2 separate regions of the Pan troglodytes genome follow, and region 1 is linked to region 2. Evidence: chromatin contacts called from public Hi-C data. All regions are on one chromosome and are shown on one strand. The core of a region is the stretch at or near the end of the contact, and the rest is flanking DNA. Distances in the headings are between cores, read along the strand shown.

Region 1 (2,700 bases), core at 126-2,625, 41 kb after region 2:
GGGCTCTAATTGAATGGACTCTAAACAAGGTTCAGTTTAATACACCCTGCCTCTATGGAGAGGGCACCATTCATGGAGGGTCCAGGGCCCTTGAATTATCTGTCAGCTGAATCTTAGCTGGGTTCTGCACCCTAGATCTTTGGGCCACACCCAACTCAGCCCAGCCTTTAGCCTCTCTCTTGGTCTCCTAGTCAGCACTTGTCCAGCGTGTGCTAGGCCTCCTGTAGCTAATGTTCTCTTTGGCCCCCTACTCAGTTCTTCAAGGCTTAGCTCTGAATCTGCCAATTCAGAAGTCACGGCTTTGAGACGCACCCCGCCCCCCCCACACTCTTTTTGCCCCTGCATCCACAGAGCCTATTCCTATCCTTTGAGCCTTTAGGGTCAGTATGATCTCCTTAGAAGCCAGAACATGCCCTCCATTGCTGAACTGACAGCTGCTTCAACATACCCCCATCTTGGTGCCCCCGGAAATCCCATCCTTGTAGCTTGTCTACCCCTGACAGAGGAGGAAAAAAATGAAGGAATTCTGAAAAGGAGACAGGGCCAAGGCTTGATGGCTAGGATGCCGAGGGAAAGGCACTAATGTGAAGGTAGCACTGCAAAGTCTTCGGTTAGCCTTCAGGGCTATGGGGACAGAGCAGGGCGGGGGTTCTGGAATCTAAAGAGGCTGTATTTGGAACTGAATTGGAGTCAGAACCTGCGCGCGATCTAAAGGTCTGGGACTTCAAGGCTCCAGGCAGGTGCCGAGGTTCCGAGCAGGTTCCTGTCTGGAATTTCCAGGTGAACCGGCCTCCCGCCAGCCCTGGTCGGCCCTAGCACTTACCGGGCAGACTTGGAAAAGTCTCTGAGAAGTGCGGAGGCGGAGGTGGTGGGGGCTCTGCCACTTTCTCCCGGGCCGGCAGCAGCTCATCAGCTTCCAGCCCACCCTCTGGGCGTCGGCCGCCTGGCTCGGGGTTGTTTCGGGCGGCAGTGGCGGCGGCGGCGGCAGCGGCGGCGGCGAGCTCCTGGGGCCCGTAGAAAGCGTCGGGCGGCTCCGCGAAGCTGGGCAGCGCGGTGGTCAGCGCCACCATCGAGGGCACAGCCTGACCCAGCCCCGCGCAGAAGGTGTTGGTAAGGCGGCCGGCGAAAGAGGCTAGCGGGGCGAGGGGCGGGAGGCCAGCGGGCAGCGGCGCAGGGGCCAGCGCCTGCGGCAGCACGAGCGGCCGGTAGGGCATGAACATGGGGTAGCCGGTGTACAGCAAGTGGCCGGAGCGCGGCGGCGGCGGCCCGATTAGGGAGTCGATGGAGAAGGCAGTGCCCGGGCCCCCGCCGCCGCCCCCGCCGTTGCCCCCAGGGGCGCTACCGCCTCCGGCCCGCTGCATCTTGCTCGGAGCTGCGGCCGCCCCGGGGCGCTCCTCTCTGGGCGCCTCCGTGCGCCCCGCGGCTCGGGCGCCCCGCGCGGACACGCAGGGCTCGCTCCCTGGCTCCCGGGCCGAGGTGGCGGCGGGGCGCGGGCTCGGCGCAGTGTGGCTCCGGCGCCGCGCTCCCTCTCTCTCATAAGGAGGGAGGGGGCGGGCGAGCGGGCGGGCTGGGGGTGTCGCCCTCCGGACTCATCCATCTTCCTCAAATTACGCTTCACTTCCTCCCTCCGCCCGCCGCCGCCGCCGCGCCCGGCTCCCGCTCCCTCCGCAGAGCCCGTTCCCAGCGGCCCGGCCGGCCGGCCCGGGACCCCCACCCGCCCCCCGCGGCCCAACCAACTATTATTAATGGAGATTGATGAGGCCGGACACGCCGCTTTGTGAAAGTTTGCGGCCGACGAGAAGGCGGCGGCAGCTGCTGGGCCGGTCCCCTTCCCTCCACCCAGTCCACCCCCCCAACTCAGCCCACCTGGCCCGGGCTCCGCCCGGCTAGGAGGGCAAGCGGGAGGTGGCCCAGGCTCCGATGGGGCGGCGGGGCCGAGCGTGGATGGGACACCGGGCGGCAGGCGGAGAGGGCGCACCAGCAGGGACAGGCAGCGGGGCCGGACCTCAGCACCCCTCTGCTCCGGGCCGCCGCCCTCCTTCGGGCCCCAAGTCATTCCCCGGCGTGCCTCCCAGCTCCGACACCCCTCCCCTGCCCGTGGAGCGGACGTTGTGGCGGTCCCCAGAGCAAGCTCCGGCGCGACGGGCGGGACAGCACGGCCACCGCCCCCTCCAGCGAGAGCGCGGGGCTGAGGGAGGCGAGGCGGGGCCGACAGGGGGCGCGCTGGGCCCGCCCGGTTCTGCGGCTTAGGGCCACTCTTACGGGGGCCCCTTTCCTCCTATCTGCCCCATTCGCACTCTGGCCTCTGGTCTCTATTCTCTTGGCATTGGCTCTTCACCGTCTTCCTCATTCCCTCCTCCATCTCCAACTTCCCCTAGTCCCTTTCTCTTGCCTCGGTGGGTAATTTCCTTGAGTGCCCACACTATGCCAAGTACTTACCATTCCTCTGACCTTTCCCCTCCATCTTTCTCCCGTCCTTTACATTCTTTTTCTTCCTCCCACCCCTCTTCCCTTTCCCGTCCTCGTTTCTATTCCTATTCCTCTGATTATTTCTTTCCCATCTCTCATTCCTTATCCCAGTCCCTCTTACTCGATTTTTCTCATGTCTTTCCTTTATCTGTATCTCTTGTCTGTCTGTCTATCTCTTGTCTCCCTCCCTCGCTCTCTCTCCTTCTCTTCTGCTATTAATTTTCCCTGATT
Region 2 (2,700 bases), core at 121-2,620:
TCCAGCGCTAGGTCTGTTGGCATGGTTTTGTTAATAAGGGCCTCTGTTCGTCTTTAAAGAAAAAAGTAGAGAGACCACTTCCTCACCTCTCCCACCTCCTTTCTAGTCAGTCCTGGGGGCCCTGGGCCTGCCTTCTTCCACACCTCCGGTCTTGGATTCCTGCAGTGGACACGGCATTGCCCCACGGAGGGCGTCTCTTTGATGTGTTGAGCCAGAGCAGCTGGGGTGGATGGGGAGGCATGTCTTTGGTGTGTGGGCAAGAGCCTGAGGAGCTGGGGTGCCCATAAGAACGGGGGCACTTGGCACAGAATTTCTTGGGATCTGGTGGTTGGAGAGGCCATGTACATAGGCAGCCGTACTGCCAAGTTTTGACCACAGAGGAGGCTCATGTGGCCAGAGCCCCTGAGCCCGGCGTGGCAAGGCCTGCCGTCAGGTGTGGCTCTCCTGGGCTGGGACTCATGGGCAGTGTGACTGCTTGTGGGGAGGGGCCAGTCGGTGTGACCAGGATTCATTCGTTAAGGCTAGGGGTTTCTGACCCCCAGCGAAAGTCCATTTAGAATGAAGAGTTCCAAGCAGAGTAGTGTCCCAGAGGGCAGGGTCCCACAGGGTCCCATGCGGTGATCCGTATTGTTTCCACTCACCCCTCTCTTGAAATGTTCATTGCATTTATGTCTGGCAGTGACCACCCCAGTTGGGCCAGACTACTGGGGGGCCCCCTGGAAAGCCAAGAGCACAGTGACAGCAGCCAGAGGCTTCCCTGTTCGTTCGCGGAGTGCGTGTGTATGTGTGTCTTTGTGCAGGACAGACCCTGCACAAACCTGTTGCTCCTTTGATCCCCTCTCTCCGGGCACCTCCTTTGTGGGGGACCCTGCTAGGTGACGCCCTCTGCTTTGGGCGTAGGCTCCTCAGCTCCCTGCTTGGAGATGGGGAGTGCAAGGGAGGGCGTGGGCGGTGAGTGGGTGTGTAGACACACTTCACCGAATTCACTACGAAAATGGGACCACTTTCCTTGGGGTCCTACGTGCTCCCTTTCCTCACTGGTCATCAGGGGCTGACTTATTTGTTCCCTGAATCCCTCACATGGGAAGGAAGGAGAGATGTTGGGTTGGGGAGGAAGCCCTGTGAACTTGAACCTGGGGTTCTGGTCCAGTCTTAGAGTTAGTAGGTCACTTGGGTGTTTTCACCCCTAAATCTCAGGGACGATCAGTAGGAAGGCCCTCTAGCTGCACAGCCCAGAGTGGTGCCGCCAGCTGGGGGCAGGTGTCAGAGGCCTGTGCCTGATGCAGTGACACCCTTTAGGGGGTGCCCGCTCCTTCCCGTTCTGTAACGATCGCTCGCTAGGGGCGGGGCGCGTCCGTTCTCTTCTTCCAGCCTGGTGGCCATTCCTGGCGCTTCCCCGCTGCCGCCGGTCCAGCCCCGCCAGATCTGCAGCCCCTCCTTGCTCCGCCCTCCTGTCCCGTTCTCCCGGTTCTATTCCTTCCCCTCCCCCCCAGCTCCTGCTGGGAGTGGAGATTGCATTTCAGTTGCCATTTGCATTCCCAATCAATCCGGACTCCGCAATTAAGTCGGCTGGCGGAGCTGGGAGGGAGGCGGCGGCGGGAACGGGTCCTCTGGGGGCTGTCGCCTCCGCGCCTCTGCGCCGTTCCCATTCCGCCCCAGATTGCTTCCTGCTCCGCCGTGCGCAGCCGGCCGGCCGGGGAGGGAGCAGGAACCCCTGTAGCTTCTTTGGAGAGGGAGTGGGAAGAGGCACGGGCTAGGCGGGTTTCCTCCTGTCCGCTTCCCGGGAGCGGGCGGGTGGGTGGGGCGGGGCTGAGCGGCCGGGTCGTTCCGCCCGCGCCCCCGGCTAACGAGCGTCATTACAGCGGCTCCCTCGCCTCCGACTGGGGAGGGCGTTGCCGAGGACGGGGGCGTTCAGGGTGGAGGAGGGACCCCCTCCCCGATCACATTCTCTGCGAGGAGGGAGGAGCCACACGTGTCTGTGTCGGAAAGGAGGTGCAGAGACCCCTTCCCGCCCTGTCGGAGAAACCGCGCGCAGTGCAGGCCTTGAGGGGCTCCACCTTCCAGGCCGCTGGAGATGGGAGCAGAGCGGAGCGGGGCGGGGCGGGGCGGGGCGGGGCCGGCCGTGGAGTCTCCTGCTGAAGGCTGGGAAAGGCTGGGAGAGGCTGGGAGAGGGAAGCACGCCTAGTGGGGTGAGGGGAGTCGGGACGGGGGCGGGGAGCCGGGTCCATCCCTCACACTTGGTTATTTCTTTGGTTTGTGTGCTGGGGGCGGGGCGGGGGGTATTGGGGATGACTCCAAGGCATCTCCAGAGCTGAGGGACTTAGAGCCTTCGAGCACGCTAGTGCCATGGCTGGTCGCAGCGGGAGGGGGAACAGCTGACTGCTTCTGAGCTCTCAGTGCACCTGGCCCCTGGCCAGTGACAGGAATACCACACCCAGAGGCAGGTCACCAAGGCCCAGCCTACCTGGAAGACTCCTTCGCAGACCACGAGGCAGGGCCCGCTTGCCTTGTGGAAGGTCCCCTTAGTGCCGCTAGTTTTCAGAAACCCCTTTTGAGGATAGGGTCTCCCAGGCCAAGGGGGCCAGGTAGCAGGATGTGTCTGCACATGGCCATGTACTTCAACTCCCAGCCCGCATGCTCGCACCTCCAGCAATGGCATTTGGCCCTGGTGTGGCCGGAGGAGGAGCAGCAAGAATGTGA

The links. Hi-C and Micro-C count contacts between places; a contact is called where the count stands out from the background.
Region 1: a Hi-C map of stem cell-derived neural progenitor cells shows a contact between it and region 2, with 5 times the contacts expected there. The contact joins the promoter of GBX1 here to the enhancer-like site in region 2. A contact is called at or near these places in 3 of 7 Hi-C or Micro-C datasets (induced pluripotent stem cells and stem cell-derived neural progenitor cells).

The regions. Positions count from the first base shown.
Region 1 is chr6:166,182,480-166,185,179 of NHGRI_mPanTro3-v2.0_pri, forward strand. It overlaps GBX1 (gastrulation brain homeobox 1), which reads right to left and starts at 1,376. Exons shown (of 2, transcript XM_001138059.7): 1 at 824-1,376. The coding sequence starts at 1,361.
Region 2 is chr6:166,141,306-166,144,005 of NHGRI_mPanTro3-v2.0_pri, forward strand. The region is part of intron 9 of AGAP3 (ArfGAP with GTPase domain, ankyrin repeat and PH domain 3); the gene reads left to right. Among named protein-coding and RNA genes, the nearest start is that of AGAP3, 40 kb to the left of the region's middle. Within about 2 kb of position 1,371, at least 8 of the 24 cell types and tissues checked have an H3K27ac peak or open chromatin away from gene starts, as enhancers often do. A contact at or near this core is called in induced pluripotent stem cells and stem cell-derived neural progenitor cells, where this site is marked.